Regions from separate parts of the Macaca mulatta genome. Here region 2 is linked to region 1. A link is a contact called in public Hi-C data. All regions are on one chromosome and are shown on one strand. Each heading gives the region's core, a stretch centred on a gene start, on an enhancer-like site or on the middle of the called end of the contact. The rest is flanking DNA. Distances are from core to core; before and after follow the strand shown. Region 1 has its middle 42 kb from the start of EOMES. Region 2 holds the start of SLC4A7 (solute carrier family 4 member 7).

Region 1 (5,725 bases), core at 872-3,371:
TTGGCTTTGTGTCCCCACCCAATCTCATCCTGAATTGTAAAACCCAGGTGTTGAGGAAGGAACTGGTGGGAGGTGATTGGATCATGGGAGCAGTTTCCCCCATGCTGTTCTAGTGATAGTGAGTGAGGGCCCATGAGATCTGATGATTTTATAAGTGTTTGGCCAGTTCCTCCTTTGCTTGCTTCTTCCTGCTGCTGCCTTGTGAAGCAGATGCTTGCTTCCCCTTTGCCTTCCGGCATGATTTTAAGTTTCTTGAGGCCTCCCCAGCCATGCAGAATGGTGAGTCAATTAAACCTCCTTTATTTATAAATTACCCAGTCTTGGGTAGTATCTTTATAGCAGTGTGAGAATGGACTAATACACCAACAAAGCCAGAAGTTGGTTCTTTGTAATGATCAACAAAATTGACAAATCTTCAGCTGGACTGACTAAGAAAAAAAAAGAAGACTCAAATTATTATTATTTATTATTATTATTATTATTATTATTTTTGAGACAGAGTCTCACACTATGTCCCCCTAGCTGGAATGCAGTGGCACGATCTTGGCTCACTGCAACCCCTGCCTCCTGGGTTCACGCCATTCTCCTGCCTCAGCCTCCTGAGTAGCTGGGACTACAGGCACCTGACACAACACCCAGCTAATTTTTTGTATTTTTAGTAGAGACAGGGTTTCCCTGTGTTAGCCAGAATGGTCTCCATCTCCTGACCTCGTGATCCGCTTGCCTCGGCCTCCCAAAGTGCTGGGATTACAGGCGTGAGCCACCGCACCTGGCAAAGACTCAAATTATTAAGATCAGGAATGAAGGGGTAGACATACCATCAACCTTACATGAATGACAAGGATTATCAGGACTCTAAGGGACTATTATGCCAACAAATTAGAAAAGATATGTGCAATGACTTTGTTTATAATGGAAAAAGATCAGAAGCCATCTCTATGTCCATAAATTGGGGACGGACTAGCTGCATATGTAAAAATATCAATAGACCTACATGACATACTGTTGAATTTTAAAAAGCAAGCTGTAGATAAATATGTTTAGTATGATATCATCTTTTTTTTTTTTTTTTTTGAGATGGAGTTTTTCTCTGTTGTTTAGGCTCGAGTGCAGTGGCACGATCTTGGCTCAGTGCAGCCTCCACCTCCCGGGTTTAAGCAATTCTCCTGTCTCAGTCTCCCAAATAGCTGGGACTACAGATGCCTACCACCACACCTGGCTAATTTTGTATTTTTAGTAGACACAAGGTTTCATCATGTTGGCCAGGCTGGTCTTGAACTCCTGGCCTCAAGTGATCCGCCCGCTTTGGCCTCCCAAAGTGCTGGGATTATAGGCGTGAGCCACTGCACCTGAACCAGTATGGTATCTTTTATGTAAATATACACTGAGTGATATTCTGAAGTTTCTATGGGTAGGCGTAGGTGTGTGTTTGTGTGTATGTGTGTGTATTTGCGCGCGCACACACGTATGGGGAAGGACGTGCACCAGAACTAATAACAGAGTTTACCAGAGAGAAGGTGGTGAAAAATCCAGGCTGGGAGTTAGGGGTGGGGGAGAAAGGAGGAAACTAGCTTTATTTATAATGGTTCATATTTTTTGAAGGAAAATATATTTATGTATAGTTTGTGAAATCTGAATTGCCTTTTAAGAAAATAATAGCTTAATAAATGGTGTCCAAAGTTTTGATTCATTTAGGAAATTACAAATTTGGTGGTGTTACATAGATATGGCCTTGGATAAAAATGAACATAGAAAACATTTTTTCTACATTTGCTTATACATATGAGTATATTTGCCACTGTCTGGTCTAAATGAAAAAGGGTTTAAAAACACTATTATACGAAAAATAAAGATTAAACACAAAAGATAAAAATAAATGCTAACAAACATAAAGCTCATTTGAACCCTGACATAGTTCTGAATCTATAAAATATCTATTACTTCATTAAAGGCTCAAATGTAATGTCTAGAGAAACAAATTGGCTTATAGTTTAAAATGACAGACCAGTGAATTTGCCTAGTTTCCTAGACCCTAATGATGCAGATGCTGAGTGTAGCTTTAGGCATTTTTCAACACCAAGCCTTCAGAATGAAAAAGTACGTGGCTCATTGCCAAATACGTTTGCCAAGTCCCAATTTGCAAGCACTATTCAGCTCATTTGCACTTCTATCTTGATCCTGAGTGTTGGTCTATTAAGAAATAATAAAATCATGACATTGTTCCTTGGGTAGAGAGAGCCATGACCTGGGTAAATCTCATCCCTGGGAACAAAAATATCCAGAAATGTCTTTAAACTTTCATTTTCTATTGAATTGAACACTTCCTATGGAAACCTCCTAGGTTCATCCCAAGAGGCAGGATTTCCTCATGGAGATAAGTCATGAATGCCAGAGTCTCATTCTTTCTCAACTATTTGGTCAAAAAAATCATAGCTATTAATAGTTAGAAGAAAATAGTTCAGAAAATAGAAGAAAACAGTTCAGCCCTAATTTCACTTTTCATTCTGAATGGGGAGGATTTGCTAGTGCTCACTTCCCTGAGTGCTTGAATTAATTATCCCAAGTGTCTCCTATCAGTAAATGTAGAATAGACTTCTACAGGCTGAGAGTTAGGGTCTACAATTAAGGATAAGTTATATGTTCAAGAACCTCTCGTATTAGTATAAAAGAATTATGAAACTCAGGAAAGGAGTTAATAGGAGCCATCATCAACAGATTGCTGAAGGAAGAGATGACAGTGAACCTCTGTTGTTTTTGTCTGCTCAGAATCCATTCCTTTCTTCTGGTGATGGGATCCTGAGTCCCTTTGCAGAACCATCCCTCTTCCACTCTCAGTTCACGAGGTTCAGGTTGGACTATTCTGACCACCTGGCTCTAGGAGTGGGCACATGACTCAGATTGGGCCATTAGAGAATTCCATACCTCAAGTTAAAGCAACAGATTCATAGATGAGATGGTCACTGGACCCACACCGAGCTAATGAGAATCCAGGAGGTTTCTGGCACTGCTGGGGAAAACGTGCTATGTCTTGTGTTGGTAGAACTTCATTCTGAAGCTCTGCATAGTCCTGTTTACAGAGACTGCCTACCAGAAAATAAAGCCAACACTGAGAAGAGCTAGGCCAAGGGAAGGTGACAGTATCCTGATGGCATTTTGTGAGACCTGAAGTTAGCATCATACCTTGAACTTCTCAGTTACATGGATCATTTTAATTTCCTCTGTAATTTGAATGAGTTTTTGGCCACTGACAACCAAAATAATTTTGACTGATCCACCAGTAATGCAGTGTATTTAGGTGTGAAGCAAGCCTTTCCAGAGGCTGCCCTTCTACTCTGCTTATCTAAGTCCTATTTTTTTTCAAAGACCAATTAAAATGTTGTGTTATCCTTGCAGCCTTTTAGAATCCCATCAGACCTTTGTGAATCCCTCCTCCTTTTAATTTCCCAAAGCATTTGTTTTCAATTGTCAATTATTATCTCTGCTCATTTTATTTTAAATATATTCACACATCCTCTCTCTCTGTATTGATTATAGTAAAATCCCAAGGTTAAGAACCACATGTAGCAATGCATTCCTTTATCTCAGTGCTTTCAGTAGATTACGGCTTCAGTAAATGTTTGCTGATACATTTTAAGAGCTGTAATATCTGTGATCCAGTTTTGTGTTCCATCTCAACTAACCCCAACACATGCCCAACATATACACTTACCCTCAACCAAACACATATACACCATGTATATAGACCCCTAAACATACACACATTCTGAAGTCACTAATGCAGGGTGAGCTCCTTTTTATGTATTGCCATAAAGACCTATTTGGTGGAGCAAAGGGAGAGTGGGGAGAGGGAAGAATAGCTGATGCATGCTAAGCTTAATACCTAGGTGATGGGATGATCCTTGCAGCTAACCACCATGGCACATGTTTAGCTATGTAACAAACCTGCACATCCTGCACATGTACCCAAAAACTAAAAATAAAAGTTGAAGAAAAAAATAAAAGATCCTATCTGGGAGAGGACAATTCTAGTAACGAAGTTCCTTAGGATTCAGAAATGGCTGAATGACAAGGATAGAAGTGTATGGTTTCCTCACGCCCATCTCCACTGACATGAAAAGGAATGATGAGGGGAAAAGCCATGTTGAGGAGAAAGGCAAGTCTGAGTGAGTAGTCTCTAACCCGGGAGAAGACCTGTGCCCCGTAGCCAGCGCTAGAGCAAAAACAGTAAAATGATTTTTTGCTGCATCATAAGTACATGTTAGAGCAGACACCCAGGCACAGGCCTTGAAATAAATTATACAGGACTTGTAAGGAGCAGGATTTGGGCGGGTGAGAATTTTAATAGTAATGAAAATATGACTCAGGTCTTGGCTCTCCCCTAAGGCCTTTCCAACTCTCTGACCTTGGTTTCATCATTGCTCTGCTGCGTGGAAGGAAGAGAGTGAGCGGAGTCCCATGGAGCGAAGTATTTTTCCTTTCCCTTTCTTCCAGCTTCTCTGGGTGAGTGGGGTGAAAAGTTATATAAGGTGATGTCTACCAGAATGGTGAAAGGGAAAATCTTCACCAGAAGAAAAAAATGAGGCCGGGCGTCGTGGCTCACGCCTGTAATCCCAGCACTTTGGGAGGCCGAAGCAGACGGATCACCTTAGGTCAGGTGTTCAAGACCAGCCTGGCCAAAATGGTGAACCCCCCCCTTCACTAAACAAAAAACAAAACAAAACAAGTTAGCCCAGTGTGGTGGCAGACGCCTGTGGTCCCAGCTACTCAGGAGGCTGAGGCAGGAGAATCGCTTGAACCTGGGAGGTAGAGGCTGCAATGGACCGAGACTGTGCCATTGCACTCCAGCCTGGGCAACAAAGTGAGACTGTCTCAAAAAAAAAAAAAAAGAAAAGAAAAGAAAAAGAAAAGAAAACAAAATGAATTTTAAAAAATTAAAGAAAACAGTCAAGAAGTGAGAACACTCAAGGTCCAGAAGCCACTGAGGGGAGGGGTTTCAGTAGCTACTACTATTGCAGTGAGTATCAAAGAGACTCTTCCCGGTAGAATTTCACAAATAGTCATAGAATAGCTCGCCTTTACTGTAGATGTGTGATGTGCTAGGTACTACATTAGCGTTTTACGTTTGTCTCCTCACCCAACCTCTCTTTACCTGTGTGTGAGGTTGTATCAACATTCTGATTCTTACAGATGGGGAAACTGAGGCTTATAGAGAGTAAGAAGCTTTTTTAATACTACACAGCAAGTGAGCAATGGAAACAGTCTTAGAGTTCAAGATCCTCTTATTCCATCCTTTTACCTCTCCCAAATATGAAATAAGATGGTACTCAGAGAAATACCTTTGCTCTTTCCTTGGCAAAAAATCTTAGGGAAGCTACATCATAAAGAAACAAAAATAGAAATTCGTCCTGGTGCCTAAAAATCCCAAGTGCCCAAAGTCTAAATATAGTGTAAACAGTTTCTCCTTATCCACAGTTTTGCTTTCTGAGGTTTCAGTTACCTGCAGTCAACTGTGGTCTGAAAATATTACAGTATTTTGAGAGAAAGAGAGACACGACATTCACATAACCTTTTTTTTTTTTTTTTTTTTTGAGACAGAGTTTCTCTCTTGTTGCCCAGGCTGGAGTGCAAATGGTGTGATCTCGGCTCACCGCAACCTCCGCCTCCCAGGTTCAAGCAATTCTCCTGCCTCAGCCTCTGGAGTAGCTGGGATTAAAGGCATTCACCA
Region 2 (5,741 bases), core at 1,823-4,322, 180 kb before region 1:
AAAATTATAGAATTTTAGGAGCAGAAGAAACCATAGAGGCTAAACTATGAAACAGATGGGCTCCAATTTCAGAGTAATATAAACTGCCACCAATCTATTCCACATTTTTTTGCATAATTACAAATCTAAGATGAGATTTTATGAATATTAATTTGTTCTATTTTTTGGCTGCTGAGCAGTCTGCTGCAAGTTAGAATTATGACTGATGAATATCATAATCTCTCTTTTATGACTTTCATTTACCAAAACTGGGTGAGCGAAGATTTTACCAACGCCAATAGTTCCTCTTTCCTGTTTTCAAGTCAGTTCAACCTACAGCTTTACTATTCTCCCATTCTATTCTTAGACCATATGCTAGTTTACTGTATTTGATTTCTATTATTTATTTATATATGTTAACTGTAGCCAAGCCTTATCTTCTCAAAGACTTAGGAGGTTTACCCTCCTAAAGTGCTCCCCTACCACGTCACTAACAGCAGTGTTTAGTAATTCCTTTGTCATCTGTCTCCCAACTCAAATATCACTTCTATCAGGATAGAGTTGGGTCGGGTGCCATGGCTTACGCCTGTAATCCCAGCACTCTGGGAGGCTGAGGTTGGTAGATCACCTGAGGTCAGGAGTTTGAGACCAGCCTAACCAACAGTGAAATTCCGTCTCTACTAAAAATACAAAATTAGCCAGGTGTGGTGGCACATGCCTGTAATCCCAGCTACTCGGGAGGCTGAGGCAGAAGAATCACTTGAACCCGGGAGGTGGAGGTTGCAGTGAGGCAAGATCAGGCCATTGCACTCCAGCCTGGGCGACAGAGCAAAACGCCGTCTCAAAAATATATAAATAAATATTAGGATGGAGTTGGTTCTGCCTTGTTGGACACTACAGTAAATAGCGTAAATAACAGTCTAAATAGCATAAATACTAGTCCAAATAAGTGTTATTACAATGAATGAATAATTTGGAGGGCAATGGCCTTATCATATGCTTCCTCTAGTAGCTAGGCAGGCAATACTTGAGAACACACCATAGTTTCTACCCAGCTCTGTGAAAACTCGAATGCACTTTACTGCTCGATTGAAATTAAGAACAGACAACATCACACTTGAAACACACAGAGAAAGTGATATAAAACAGTTTATTCAAAAGCAACACAAAGAATTACAGAAGGCCAGGCGAGGTGGCTCACGCCTGAAATCCTAGCACTTTGGGAAGGCCGAGGGAGGCGGGCGGACTGCCTGAGGTCGAGTTCCAGACCAGTCTGAGCAACATGGCGAAACCCCGACTCTACTAAAAATACAAAAAATTAGCTGGCTGTGGCGGTGCGTGCCTGTAATCCCTCCTACTCCGGAGGCTGAGGCGGAAGAATGGCTTGAACCCGGGAGGCGGAGGTTGCAGTGAGCCGAGATCGCACCACTGCACTCCAGCCTGGGCGACAGTGCGAGACTCTGTACCAACATAATAATAATAATAATAATTATTATTATTATTATTATTACAGATTATTTAGGATGAGTTTGCAGTATTCCATTACCATCACTGTGAATGATCTTCCAATAAACACTGCTAAATGACTTCACTGTCTGGTGACTGAGTTTTCCTCTGTTAGAGAACTTATATGAACGTACTAAACTCGTGAATGACTACTTTCCATAACCTTAACAATAATCCTGAAAGTTAAAAGGGAAAGCCTACAGGCAGTTTTAAAGACAACTCTTGAATAAAAACATAGAAGTAATTTTTCTCTTACTTGTGAAAGACCGGACAATTTTCCCTCCAACCTTCCCGCCTTTGCTGGTTGCATAGTAAAAATTAGAAGTAGGAAAATTTAGAATACTTCCATCTCCTTTGAGTCACGAACTTGGAAAGGAGACACAACTGCGGGGACAGACGCATGTGCTCTAATGAAAGCAGGAAGTCCGCTTCTTGAGCATGGGCCATTCACCCATCATCACAAATGGGAACACCGGCCTTAAGTCCATCCCCATTCCCTTCTAACCCTGAAGCCAAAGCCAGTCTCAGTAGGAAACGCGATTTTGCTAGATGAGTTAGAGAAGGAGCACCAGACAGCTCAGGACACCCTCCTCCTTCTACTTGGCCTGCGGCAGGAGGATACTCCCCGGGTTCCAGCCAGTGGAGAAGGCGGACCCGGCAGGCAACAGCGAAACAGCCTTGGCCGGGAAGGAGCGCGGCCAGTCCACGCGGCCGGAGAACTCACCGAACAAAGCGCACCGCGGAGCGGGAGGGGACACTCGGAAAGAGGGGGAAAGATTCAACCAGCTCTTCACCACTGCCTGGGGCTAGAGACAGGTGGAGCCGCCGTCCTCCTTAGAAGGAGAAGAAAGATAGGTGTTCGAGGGCTAATCTGAAACTCCTGCGCCAAAGCAACCGGAACCAGGACCCCGCCTGGGGAGCGCGCTGAGAAACAGGGGAGGCGAGCACTGAGGGAAGGGATGGATGGTCGGGGTCACAGGCGGCCTCTGTGGGGATGTCGGGGTCCCGCCTGAGCCGCGCAGAGGATGCCCGCGGCGCGTCTCCGGCAGCCCCGACTTGGGCCTCCCGGGCGCAGCCGCCGGCCCCCTCGCACCCGCGCCCCAGGCCGCCACACAAAGGGGACGGCGAGGCGCGCCGGCCGCCGGGAGGTGGAGGGGCGACGGGCCTGGGACTAGGTGGCCGAGCCGCGACGGCCGCCGCGCCCCCCGCCTTTGTCTGCCTCGCCCCGCGCCCTACCCCCGCCGAGGAGCCCCACCGCCGCGGCGCCCTCACCCTGCTCGTTACCCGGGTGAGTAGCGGTCTCATCTGCTCGCCGGCCCCATCAGCCTCCATGGCCGGCCGGCCAGCCCGTGACGGCCGCTACGGTATTGCCCCGCGCGGTCTGCCTGCTTCTGCCGCTGCTGCCGCCGCCGCCGAGCCCCCGGCGCGCGAGGAGAAACGTGGGTGCGTCCGTGCGCGAGGTGTGCGCGCGTGGGGAGAGCCGGGCGCCGGGCGCGGGAGACGCGGGGCGTGCGTGTGCGCGCTGCGACCGCTGGGCTGGCTCTCGCAGAAGAGCGAGGCCGCGGCGTGGAACCTGGAGCTAGAACTGAGCGAACCGAAGGACCGAGCGGGAAGGAGGAGAGTCGCGTAGGAGGAGGGGTTCGGGGGCGGAGCCGCAAACCGTGACGAGCGCGGCCCCCGGGCCAGGCAAGACACGCCCTCCGCCCCGCCTCCTAGGGTCACGCCCCCTGCCAGTCTGGCACCGCCAGCCTCCTCAGCGCGCCCGCGGGCCGCGCCGCTAGGCCACCCGGAGATGGGGCGGGAGGGACGCGGAAAGGATATTTGTCCCAGCCAATCGGCGGCTGGCGGACTTCCGCCCAACTCCCCCGTGCCACCTCCTCAGGACGCCCCGCCCCTCTTTGTATAAGCTTAATTGACCGAAGCTGAGCGTCTAACTAGTTTTTCAAGTCGGAAGCTCCCCTGACGTTCTCAATGGGGTGGGGGGTCACCACCTCCCTTGGCTCCTAACTACATTCTTTAGAGACTGCAGGGAAGGAGGACTCCACCTCTCTCAAGGACGCCCAGGATAACCTCCGAAGCAACTAACGGGTCTTCACGACTCCTGAAAGTTTCTTTTCTGTAAGTCCAGTAGGCACAAACCCCAACTCGGGGACCGTGAAAGATGGGGTACACTTGACCAGGTGTCCTCCTGTGCTTGCTCGCCCACTGAGCACCATGACAGCTGCCACTTTTTTTTTTTTTTTTTTTTTTTTGAGACGGAGCCTTGCACTGTCGCCCAGCCCAGGTTGGAGTGCAATGGCATGATCTCGGCTCACTGCAACCTCCGCTGCCTGGATTCAAGCTATTCTCCTGCCTCAGGCTCCTGAGTAGCTGGGACTACAGATGTGCGCCACCACCCCCAGCTACGTTTTGTATTTTTAGTAGAGACGGGGTTTCATCGTGTTGGCTAGGCTGGTCTGGAACTCCTGAGCTAAGGTGATCCACCCGCCTCGGCCTCCTGAAGTGCTGGGATTACAGGCGTGAGCCACCACACCCGGCCAGCTGCCACATTCTTGAGTCCACCCTGTAGGGCGTCTCTCAAATATCCCTTTTGTAACGGGACGATTCTAATACCTGCCACACAGGCTCATTGAAGGATTAAGGGGATTTCTATTCATAAAAGTGTCTGGCACATAGCATCCTGATAATTGTCATTATTGTTAACAGGTTTCTCTTGAGTGTTTCATAAAGATAGGGAGAGGTTTGGCCGGGCGCTTACGCCTGTAATCCCAGCAGTTTGGGAGGCCGAGGCTGGTGGATCACCCGAGATCAGGAGTTCGAGACCAGCCTGACCAACATGATGAAACTCCGTCTCTACTAAAAACACAAAAATTAGCCTGGCGTGGTGGCATGCGCCTGTAATCCCAGCTACTCAGGAGGCTGAGGCAGGAGAATCGCTTGAACCCAGGAGGCGGAGGTTGCAGTGAACTGAGATCACACCACTGCACTCCAGCCAGGGCGACAGAGCTAGACCCTGTCTCAAAAAAATAAAAAATAAAATAAAAAAAGATAAGGAGAGATTTAGTTGGAAAGAACTGAAGCCGTGCAATGGAAGGATATATAAATACATCAGCGGATCCGGAGCTCACATCCTATTCATCTCCACCAGGGTATTAGTACAGCTTTTTGTCAGCAATAGGTAGCTAGGTATGCTGGATGACTCATTCCTTGTTTGAGCCCTAGTCCCCTTTTGTCCTAAATTTCCCAGAGTTACTTCTAGTCCAGCACACATTGTTCACTTACTTGTACAAGAGCAGATGTGCCTCTATTAATAGCTACTATGTAAAGAGGCCTACAATTAGAGACTGTGACATTTGGCAAACATATTTCATCTCTAATCCTCACAATACTGCAAAATATCTGCCGTCCTCTTTTTCTTCAGTGAGGCGGCCGAGCTGCAGACGCAGAGATGCAGATCTTTGTGAAGACCCTTACGGGCAAGACCATCACTCTTGAGGTCAAGCCCAGTGACACCAATGAGGATGTCAAAGCCAAAATTCAAGACAAGGAGGGTATCCCACCTGACCAGCAGCATCTGATACTTGCCGGCAAACAGCTGGAGGATGGCCGAACTCTCTCAGACTACGACATCTGGGAAGAGTCCACCCTGCACCTGGTGCTGCGCCTGCGAGGTGGCATTATTGAGCCTTCCCTCCGCCAGCTCTTCCAGAAACGCAACTTTGACAAGATGATCTGCCGCAAGTGCTATGCTTGCCTGCACCCCCATGCTGTCAACTGCTGCAAGAAGTGTGACCACACCAACAACCTGCACCCCAGGAAGGTCAAGGCTCTTCCTTCCTCGAAGGGCAGCCTCTCTGGAGCCTCAATAAAGTGTCTCTTTCGTTGACTGGAGCAGCAAAAACAAACAAACAAAAATACTACAAAATATGTTATAGCTCCATTTTACAGATGAGGAAGCTGAAACTCACAGGAATAACTGATTTTAAGTTCTGGTGAGTGGAACTACTCTTACTATGGCACCATTCTTATTTATTTATTTTTGAGACGGAGTCTCACTCTGTTGCCCACGCTGGAGTGCGGTGGCACCATCTCGGCTCACTGCAACCTCCGCCTCCCAAGTTCAAGCGATTCTCCTGCCTCAGCCTCACAAGTAACTGGGATTACAGGTACCTGCCACCACGCCCAGCTAATTTTTTGTATTTTTAGTAGAGATGGGGTTTCATCATGTTGGCCAGGCTGGTCTAGAACTCCTGACC

The links. A called contact is a pair of places that touch in the nucleus more often than the background predicts.
Region 2: a contact with region 1 is called in a Hi-C map of fetal cortex germinal zone, with 2.2 times the contacts expected there. The contact joins the promoter of SLC4A7 here to the enhancer-like site in region 1. A contact is called at or near these places in 4 of 14 Hi-C or Micro-C datasets (fetal cortex germinal zone, fetal cortical plate, fibroblasts and 1 more).

Annotation. Positions count from the first base shown.
Region 1 is chr2:20,880,132-20,885,856 of T2T-MMU8v2.0, reverse strand. No RefSeq gene overlaps it. Among named protein-coding and RNA genes, the nearest start is that of EOMES, 42 kb to the right of the region's middle. Within about 2 kb of position 2,121, at least 2 of the 40 cell types and tissues checked have an H3K27ac peak or open chromatin away from gene starts, as enhancers often do. A contact at or near this core is called in fetal cortex germinal zone, where this site is marked.
Region 2 is chr2:21,064,587-21,070,327 of T2T-MMU8v2.0, reverse strand. SLC4A7 (solute carrier family 4 member 7) reads right to left here and starts at 3,072. Exons shown (of 26, transcript XM_077994142.1): 1 at 2,770-3,072; 2 at 2,210-2,318. It also overlaps LOC704498.